Regions from separate parts of the Mus musculus genome. Here regions 1 and 3 are each linked to region 2. The links are chromatin contacts, called in public promoter capture Hi-C maps. All regions are on one chromosome and are shown on one strand. Each heading gives the region's core, a stretch centred on a gene start, on an enhancer-like site or on the middle of the called end of the contact. The rest is flanking DNA. Distances are from core to core; before and after follow the strand shown. Region 1 overlaps Atg5 (autophagy related 5). Region 2 has its middle 21 kb from the start of Gm40639. Region 3 has its middle 21 kb from the start of Mir1929.

Region 1 (3,049 bases), core at 421-2,920, 660 kb after region 2:
CTATCCCAGAACGTAACAATAAATCTTTCCACAGTAACACACCTTAACACAACACCATAAAATGGTGACCAAGACAGTTCTCCAAAGGGAAGTGCTGCTTGTATCCATCACAGAGAAAACGCAAAAGAAAAAGGCTACCAAACACAGCCAAGGCCATCAGCCAATACTGCATCAGTGCCAACAGGACAATCCAGTTCACTGCAGCCAATTTCCTAGACTCACCCTGGTAATTTAGAGATTAGAAAACACATAAACAGTGTAAGAGACACTCTCACAAACTATGATCAAGTCTGCGTCTCAGGCATCTATTCTTGATTTTTAAGGTATTGTCAAAGAGTATAGACTCTGATGTGATAAAGAACTAGCTGGTGGTTATCATTCTTATAGAATTATGGACACAATGACCTAACTTCTCCAAAAGTGACTACATTACAAACACACATGGCTGTGTACAGATAAGGGCAAAACACTCTACCCTGCAGAGACGCTCAAGCAGGAAGAAAGACAATTCAAAATAGCTTCAGGAAGTCCCTGAAACTGACCAGATTCACTAGGCCTCTCTTGCCACTGTAAAGAATAAAAGCTAAGAGTCCCATTGAAGGGAAGCTGAGCTACAAAGACAATCAGACAAGCTGAGGGGCAAAGATGACTCTGAGACCAGACCAGCTACCTGAAAGGGGTTTAGACCAACTGAAGAACTTGGAAAGGACACTCTGCAATCAGTTGAGCTGTCTGCAGGCTGTACAGGGTGTCCCAGGTTCCTAGCTTTTGTGACCTGCCATTCATGCTGGGAAGGCATTGGTGATGTAGCTGTCTTTGAGCCATTTCTGCTCCAGTGAGTAGCCCCTCAGCCACACTTCTGTAAGAAACCCCAATAAACCTACTGGTTCATAAACTTGGACTTTGGTGGTGTCTATACTTCACTCTGCTATAAATCCCTATCTGGAGTGAATATACCTGTGTGTTGTGTCTTCCCAGGAAAAATTCTGTCGTACAACAATAATGCTCAGGACAACAAAACTTAGAAACCGCTTTACTTCAAAGGAAAGAAAGAACAGTGTTTTAGAGAGACTTCTACTTAAGACTGCTTAGGCATAACCTAATGATGACAGGGGCTGACTTATTAAAGGCTGGGCAGAATTTCCTAGCAGTAGTCTCCTGAAGGTGTAACATCACTCAGACATTAGAATAACTATGTTTTAAATTAAAAATCTTCAAAAATAATAAAACTCAATTCTTCACAAATTATACTTTCCCAAATTAAAAACCTCGACAATTGCTAGGTCACCAGATCTCCTTGCTAGCAATGAGTTTTTTCCTATGCCAATGAAAGACTCTATAGTAAACCATAGCTACTTCCATTCCATTCATAATGGTAGGGACATCATAATGATTGGCATAAGGAGAACTGCAGAGGGCAGTGATGTTTCCTCTTTTTAAAAAATAGCTTAAAAGAGCATTTGCAACAAAAGTGTGAGTGAAGAACAGGGAGAAATGTTCAAGTAGGAGCTTAGCTCAACTACGATCCCAAGTGTCCTGTATCAGGACTGCTCAGTAAAGACTTGTCCTGTACTTAGAAGGGCATCCTCATGCTAACTCATGGATAGATGGATAGCACGCAAGTGACTGTAATACCGTAGTAAACGAGAGCAGAACCGCAAACTGGGTGTTGTGAGGAAATACCAGGAAGCCAGAACACAAAGCTTCACTCAGGGCTTGGGTCATACACAGCTCAGTGATAAAAGCACTTGCCTACCATGAGCAGGGCTGGGCCACTAGATGCAAGCAAACCAAACCCACAAACTCACCAACAAGAACAAAAATAGAGGAAAAAAAACCCCACTAAAAACAAACAAAAAACCCCCCAAACCCTAACAAGTTACATAAGGTAAAGTTCTAAGAGTGAGAGACACCCTAGCAGGTATAAAGTTAAAGCAGTTAATTGCACAGCACATCCAATGTAAACTTTGAAAACTCCATTTCAAAAGACGATGAAAACCAAGGAGAAATCCAGATGGCCTCAAGCTTCAAACTCATAACAGAGCTTGAATTATTCTTTAATGAAGAAAGAGATAATCACACTTCAGCATTCATGGGAACCTGGAGTAACAGCACTTGTTAGAAATTAGTGGATAGCAAACCCCAGCTAAGGGCCAGTGTACAGGGCACAGCAGAACAGGCAAGTGTGACTGCAATCCCAACTCCTAACACAAAGCACTGTCTCTAAGAGAAATCCAACACTGGAGTCCTCTCCTCAATCTGATAAGCTGGGAAATGTTACCTATGATTAATTATTATGACATAATAATAAGATAGATAATTCCTAAAATGTAGACTGAACAATGCAGTATGTGGTAACAAAGGCTAACTCTTTTCACTCCTAACTTTTAAAGCACTATTAAATAAAAGGGAACAGTAGTTGTTACAGAAACAATTACAGAGAGAATCAAAAGTAATTAACAGTCTCCTTCAACTTCCTTTGATACTTTATTAATTCAAGTAAGTGCTCATGGCACACAGTCAAAGAAAGCGTGTTACACAGGCGCACTGTCAGGCTTTACCAACAGTAACCTAATGTAGGCTTCAAACTGTCACAGCACACGTGACTGCAGATAAACTCATGCATGTCAAATTGTGCATCACATGCTTTTCAGAACCAGGTTCATATTTAAATTAGCTTAAGAATACACACAATTACAAGATGTATTCAATAAAAATAACAGAGAGGTTTAAACAATGCTGAGGACTTTACAGTCAAGTCTCTAGGGGAGGTGAGCGGGGGCCCAAGCCTTTCATCCCTTATGGAGGGAAATGTGAGTGGGCTGGCTAAAATACTCTGCAGGCCCCTCTCAATATTCCCGACGACATCAAGAAATAATAATTAGATTTGAAGCTGTCATTATTACAGCCAGGAACACTTAATCTCCAAAGCAGCAGAGTCTTAATTGAGACTATGATTAAATGACACACATACATCCAAATACATCCTCACATCTGGCTTAAAGTGTGTTTTGTCTCATTGAAATTATTACACTTGTAATTCTGTCTA
Region 2 (3,432 bases), core at 162-2,661:
AAATATGTGTAAGGTTGAACTGTCAGAAGGAAAGAATTAATTAAGAGTGAAGAAGGAAAAAAAACATGCTTACATAGTCTTCCTATCTTTGTCTGGATCTTCTATTTTGTAAATTTTCATTGTTACTTTCAGCCAGCAGGTTCCTCTGTGGTCGTTATCATTTATTATCGCTTAGCACTCCTGTTTCAACACTGTAGTGAGATAGTGAAATGAGATTCGGGACAGTGCATACCAAAATGCAGAGTAATTTGAAATCTTTCCAAAATCAAGTAGAAATTAGTTGTGGGCTATCAGTGTGGGGAGGACACAGACTAGCAGCTAACTGAGAGCCACCTGTGCACATGTGCACAGCACACACGTGTCTCTGTGCTTCCGAGAAGGCAGGGAAGCATCCAAAATTAGCCCGCTGCTTCTGGTATTTGACTGACATCACTGACTACAATGGCAACTGGTGTTACTTAACGAGGTGTGGACCTGCTCAGTCAAGTTCAGCTGAGGGCTTACTTCAGTGGTGGTATGGCTTGCCTCCAAAGCACGTTCATGAGCGGACATTATTATTTCTCCCTGCATGTCTCAACCTATAGTGGGCTCAAAATGTGACTATCAACTAATGGAAATTCAGTTTATAAACATCCCCCTAGACACACACACACACACACACACACACACACACACAACTTTCAACTTGACACACCCACCACCACCACCACCACCACCACCACCACCACCACCACCACTACCACATGTATTCTAGTCCTCTCTGGGCTAACCAGGTTCCATAGGAAATCAAAGAGAATCCTAAAACATTAAAGTATGGGGGTTATTAGTGAGTGTCTTTATTTTCAATGTGCTTGTGTTCCTCAGACAGCTTGGGGCACCTGGCTGTCCTGTTAACTAGCATACTGAATTTTATGTAGGACGTCCTTGAAAGGCACTTTCACCTAACTCTTTGGCAGCCCCAGTCAGGTGGATGGCCTAATTTTTCCTGACTTTCACTTTGATAGATATAGTTTTGAAGGCTTACCTCCTCTTCCTCCTTCTCCTCTTCCCTTTTCAAATTCATGTGTCAAGCATGTCCCAACTGCTTTGCCCTTGCCTAGCTGCCTGTGGAGGGGAGATGGAAATTTCACATTTGAACCACATTGCCAGGAGCTCCTAATGAAGGGGCCCTGAAAGCTGCTGGCCCAGAGCCAAGTAGGCGCAGGCAGGAAGGGCAGTGTGGTCCTCAGGGGCTGGGGAGAGGGCATAGAGACATCAGCCACTCAGGTTCTGCGTGTCCCTTAGAGGAGACACAACACGTTCAGATGTAATATTTAAAATGCTGCCTTCTTAATTTCAAAGAAACCGTTTGGTAGCCTGTTAATCCCAATGCTTAAAATAATGACGCAATGCATTTGCTTTAGTTTAGACAAAACTCTCTTTAAGTGGCCTACTTTCATTTTCATCTGCACGAACAGTTTGTGGTTGTAATATTTGAGGTTTTAAAATTGTCTTAGTAAGGGAATACAGGTTTTTTTTTTTTTAAACCTGGCAAGCTTTTTTTCCCTCTAAATACCTTCACCTTGTTCTTATGACTCAAAGACTTACTTTCTCAGCCATGAAAGCTTCTTACAGACTCTGGCAAAGGGAAAGATAAACAGAAAACAGAAAAGGTGGCAAGCTTTGCAGAGTGTCAGATGCCCTGTACAGCTTGCCTTTTGTAAACTTCAATCATGGTGGTGTCTGTCTGAGAAGGAAAGACCAGGGAGTCCGCAGCTGAGGAGCCGAGTGTGCTGACACAGGATCACGTGCCACCTGACAGGGGACTGCTAATGGGTAGTGTGGGTTCTCTCTTTACCCCTCAGACTTCTCTTACATGATCACAGTGAGGCTGGAAGGTGAAGGCTAGGACAGATAGATTAATATGACAGCTTTTCTCCACAGTGAAGTCATTTGTTAAATAAAATCTCTGGGAAAGCTGACATCATAAAAGAAGTTAGATAGCTCCGGGAGGCAGTCACCACCCTCGATATCCTTGAACTCCAGAGACTTAATGATCTTCAAATAAGTAGTATTTAAACAAATCCCTTTTCAAATGAAGCAAAGGTCTGTTTATTTAATAATCACCATAAACTTTAAGTGGCAGAGAAAACTCCCTTGAATTGATATTTTGTAACAACTGTGTATACTGAGTAGGTGTTTGACTCCTAAAAGTTAAAGGTATTTCTGTTGTTGTGGTTAAATTCTGAATTTTACTGGCTAATCTGTGGGGATAAAAAAAAATAATTACTACTATGTTCAAATTTTGAGCATAAGTGGCCTTTTGTACATTCACATGGAGGGAAGTGGTGAGAGCGAGTTGTTCATCCCTGCAGCTGATGAGGACTGTGTGCACCCATATGCCCTCAAGGTATAAGCAGGACACCCACCACACCTTTATTCTAGTGCACAATGCACAGGGAAGCCTGTGACTCTGGAGGTTAGCATCTGCTCTGTGAGATGCCCTAGACATGGCTTGATGACTCTGTGGGGCTTTTCTATGCAGTCTCTGAAGTCAGACCACTCTGAGGCACATCTATGACAATGTGGTTGGTTTTTGTCTATGTGCAGATTCCTGTGTAGTTGGATTTGTTTGTTTGTTTGTTTGTTTTTTATGGGATTCTTTGAGAATTCAGAAACACACACACACACACACACACACACACACACTATAGATCTTTCTTGTTAGGGAGTTCCACAAACACCCTGAAGCCTGCATGACAACCCCTGATGCACATTCTTATACTTTAATTAATGAACTCATCGTGGATTATTTCTTTAATAGCCTTTCCAGGCTGTCTGCATTTTATTGCCACTTTTTGTCAAAGGAAACATTATTTTAAAAACAATTGAGCAGAATGAGAGTTTTTGAAAGGATGGAAGAAGAAACAAAGAAACAAACTTAAAATCCCAGCAGCTCCTGAGATTCAGTCCCCTTAGAAAACAAACACACTCTCTAGCAAGTGAAATGAGTCAGCACACTCTGTCTATGCTAATTTAAGAAAGGAAAATAAATTCTGAGTTCAGAACAGTACACCCCACTTTTCTAGGCGTTTCTGTCTCATTCTTCATTGAAGTTCTGATCTCTCCTGCATGATGGCCTCCGGCCTGCTGGTCTACCTACAGCTAGCTCCTCTTATCACAACACAGCACATTCTTATCTCTTCTCAGTAAAAACTACCAACTGGGTAAAAATATTTCTAACTGAATTCTCATTTAACATGTGAAACCGGCTCTTTTTCCTCCAGCCTGTGCAGTTTTTTCTTTTTTCTTTTCGGTTACAGGATGTTGTCCCCTTTCTTTTAAAAAAGATCTTTGAGGCATATAAGTTCTGAACTCAGAATTTATTTTCCTTTCTCGAATTAGCTGTAGCTAGAGTGCACTGAGTCATTTCACATGCCAGAGAGTGTGTTT
Region 3 (2,991 bases), core at 257-2,756, 620 kb after region 2:
TCAATTTTATGTGCATTGGTGTTTTGCCTACATTATGTATTTGGAAGGGTGTTTGATCTCCTGGACCTGGAGTTATAAACAGTTGTGAGCTGCCATGTGGGCACTGAGAATTGAACCTGGGTCTTCTGGAGTTGCTCCCAGTGTTCTTAACTGCTGAGCCACCTCTTCAGCCCCTAGAAATAGTTCTTTTCAAATTGTGTTTTGAAACTGCATTCCTATGTAGGAAGATCTCTGCTGTATTTTCCCTTTTCTTCAGACCATCTTTGCATAGTCCATAAACATCAATACTTTCTCAGTACCCGAACTGGGCCTCTGAGGCCACTTCGAGGTCTTTACGGACCAGCAGCCTCATGCTTTGTGGCTGCTCTCTTGCAGGTGTCGTGGGAGGGTGCGCCCATGGGAGGTGGCTTCGTTTCGCTTACCACTGTCACAGAATACCAGAACCGGTCGGTACCGGATAGTGAACCGACTATGTCTCTGCTCAGGGTTCTAGGCAAGTTCGAGACTGAGGGGTGGCAGCTGCCGAGGGCCTTTGTGTCCAGCATCCTACAGCAGAACAGAGAGGAACGTGGCTGGAGGCCCCTTTTTTGAGCATCCGTTCTGTTCTAAACAGCTTAATCACCTTTAACTGGGCCCCAGCGCCGGACCGGCCCTGCTGTGTTGGGAGTGAAGCTTCTCCACTCAGTGGAACCATGACTGTGAATTTTAACCACTTGCACCTGAAAAAAAAAAAAAAAAAAAAAAAAAAGGAAGAGGATGCTGGATTAGGTGCAGTTCCTTTCTGGGACTTGGAACGTTGCCAGGAGCCTTGGCTCACTTTCCTGTCAGCCAGCCTCTCTGGCTCTGCAGACAGGCCAGGGCAGGAGATGCCTGTAGAGACCTGTAGGCAGACAGCTCAATGCAAAGATCACTTTCACTGTGTTGGCTGGGTGCTGGCTGCAAGCAGAGCCCCGGGCTGCTGCCAAGGGTTAAGGTAGCAAACCAGCAGTAAACGGAGTGCTTGGCAGAAGCCCAGCCTCTGAGACAGAGACAGGCTTAATTTCCATCCTTGGTCACAGTTGCAAAGGGACATTGCCACTCAGATCAACAAATCTGGTTTGCATGTGAGACATACAAACCATTCTTTGCATTGTGAAACAGAGTCTAAGAAGGTCCTATTCCCGGAAACCTCGAGGTGCCTCCCCTCCCAACTCTTAACATCCAGGTTACTCTAGCTGCTCTGAGTGAACCCTGACCTTTGAAAGGGGGGTATAATGCCTCCGAGAAACCCCAGGCCTGACTTCAAGCAGATCTTTATATAAGAACTGATTGCACAAGCCTGCATGTGTGGGGCTGAGGGAAGAAAAAGGGAAGAGTGCTTTCTGTGTATGACTGAGACCCTGCTATTCGTTTGACTTGGATGTTTCAGCTGAGCTCTGTCGATTATGAAGATAGTCATATATGTCAGTACTAGAAACCTCCGCTCGCAGTTGTACGAGCAGCTGCCCCATCCTCCCGCTCTAGCCTTGCCCTCCTCTGCAGTGAGCAGGAAGCAGAGACTCAGAGAGAGTTGGGCCTTGGCAGCTGGGAAGTGGTGGGGCATCAATTCTGCCCTCATAGCGAAGGGCAAGAGTGCTGGTCACATGGAATCCGGAGATGGCTGTGTAATGTGGGAGACGCTGAGTTCCATGTTCCCACACTGTAAGTCATGATGACACTGTTAAAAATGACGGGTGGGCGGCGGAAAGTGAAAGAAAAAGAACAAGAGGGAACAGAAACCGACCAGACGCACAGAGGATCAGGCGAGTGTAAGGAGGAAGGCACGAAGACAGGCTGGGGGAGGGGTAGCCTGGAAGTCAGTCAGGGAAAGGGGAAGGCAGGCAAAGGAGACTGGGTAGGAGGAAGAAACCAGACAAAGAGGATTGCGATGAGGTAGACACAGAGACAAGACCTTCTCCTTGAAAAAAAAAAATGTCCTTTTCCAGCCGAGGGTGGAGGCCAACCACGCCCCAACCCCTGCCTGACACGTCACTTTCAGACCCCGGCTGCAGGGCCAGCCGGAGAAGTCCCTCACCTTAAATCTGTCTCTGCTTGTTGAAGAAGGCCCGAATTGAGATGGAAGGAGTTTGTGAGACTTTCTGGAAATAACAGAGGAGAAAAGTAGAGAGCCATGTGCTTGGCAGAACCCTCTCGAGAGTCCTCAGACAGGCTGCGCCCGTTCTGCCCTTCACCTCAGGAGTGGTACCAAGCTCTCTGGCTTTGGTCTCCAGAAATCTGCAATCTGGGAGGGATCAAAGGTCCATATGGAGAGCGCTGAACAGCCACGCTGTTGCGCAGACAGTGAACACAGGCAGAAAATACCAATGGAAGATGAATGAGAGAAAAAGATGAATGAGATGAACGAGACCTTTAAAAAGATGAATGACCTTTTAAATGGACAATGGCTTTCTTGACAATGTCACAGAATTTTCTTAACTGTGGGGGAATTAGGGTAAACAATTTGGTCAACTATGGAAACATGGACAACTGGACCAAGAAGGTCCAGTGTGTGGGCTTGAGAACAGCATAGCAGAGCCAAAGCAGAGAATCCCATCACTAAAGCCAATCTCCAGGTGAGCTGGCTCAACAGAAGTATGGCATTGACCTTTAAAAAGTTTTTAAAATTAGCACTCCCCAGAAGTTATACTTATCATTAAAAAGCAACAAACATTGCCTAGACAACTCTGGCACAGGCCAGCTTGCAAGAGGGCCAGGCTTAGCCTCATCTGTCAGGTCGGACAGACACAGACTTCAGAGGACAGCTTGAGATCAAAGGTTGCAGGAAAAACTGAAGATGATGGAGGGTAGGCAGACACTGAAGGAGACTGAGGTGGTGGTGGTGGTGGTGTGTGTGTGTGTGTGTGTGTGTGTGTGTGTGTGTTTGTGAGAGTGTTTGTGTGTCTCTGTGTGAGTATGTCTGTTTGAGTGTATCTCTATGTGTGTGTGTGTGTCAGTGTGTATGTGTGTCAGTAT

What was found. Promoter capture Hi-C pulls out the DNA fragments that hold promoters and counts their contacts.
Region 1: a contact with region 2 is called in a promoter capture Hi-C map of hematopoietic stem and progenitor cells. The contact joins two enhancer-like sites. A contact is called at or near these places in 10 of 39 promoter capture datasets (the C10 cell line, the HPC-7 cell line, cranial neural crest and 7 more), 1 of 15 datasets of contacts at CTCF or cohesin (large pre-B cells), 51 of 484 Hi-C or Micro-C datasets (the 3T3-L1 cell line, the 63-12 cell line, B cells and 36 more), 19 of 115 datasets of contacts at active chromatin or transcription factors (the 230-238 cell line, bone marrow-derived macrophages, craniofacial prominence and 14 more) and 1 of 9 other capture datasets (embryonic stem cells).
Region 3: a promoter capture Hi-C map of pre-B cells shows a contact between it and region 2. The contact joins two enhancer-like sites. A contact is called at or near these places in 7 of 39 promoter capture datasets (the C10 cell line, cranial neural crest, frontonasal cranial neural crest and 4 more), 3 of 484 Hi-C or Micro-C datasets (the N1E-115 cell line, bone marrow-derived macrophages and uterus), 16 of 115 datasets of contacts at active chromatin or transcription factors (the 230-238 cell line, astrocytes, bone marrow-derived macrophages and 9 more) and 1 of 9 other capture datasets (embryonic stem cells).

What each region holds. Positions count from the first base shown.
Region 1 is chr10:44,340,667-44,343,715 of GRCm38.p6, reverse strand. All of the region lies in intron 6 of Atg5 (autophagy related 5), which reads right to left. Among named protein-coding and RNA genes, the nearest start is that of Mir1929, 17 kb to the left of the region's middle. Within about 2 kb of position 1,670, at least 23 of the 459 cell types and tissues checked have an H3K27ac peak or open chromatin away from gene starts, as enhancers often do. A contact at or near this core is called in B cells, CD8 T cells and hematopoietic stem and progenitor cells, where this site is marked.
Region 2 is chr10:45,001,205-45,004,636 of GRCm38.p6, reverse strand. No RefSeq gene overlaps it. Among named protein-coding and RNA genes, the nearest start is that of Gm40639, 21 kb to the left of the region's middle. Within about 2 kb of position 1,411, at least 39 of the 459 cell types and tissues checked have an H3K27ac peak or open chromatin away from gene starts, as enhancers often do. A contact at or near this core is called in B cells, CD8 T cells, hematopoietic stem and progenitor cells and 2 more, where this site is marked.
Region 3 is chr10:44,379,471-44,382,461 of GRCm38.p6, reverse strand. No RefSeq gene overlaps it. Among named protein-coding and RNA genes, the nearest start is that of Mir1929, 21 kb to the right of the region's middle. Within about 2 kb of position 1,506, at least 189 of the 459 cell types and tissues checked have an H3K27ac peak or open chromatin away from gene starts, as enhancers often do. A contact at or near this core is called in liver and pre-B cells, where this site is marked.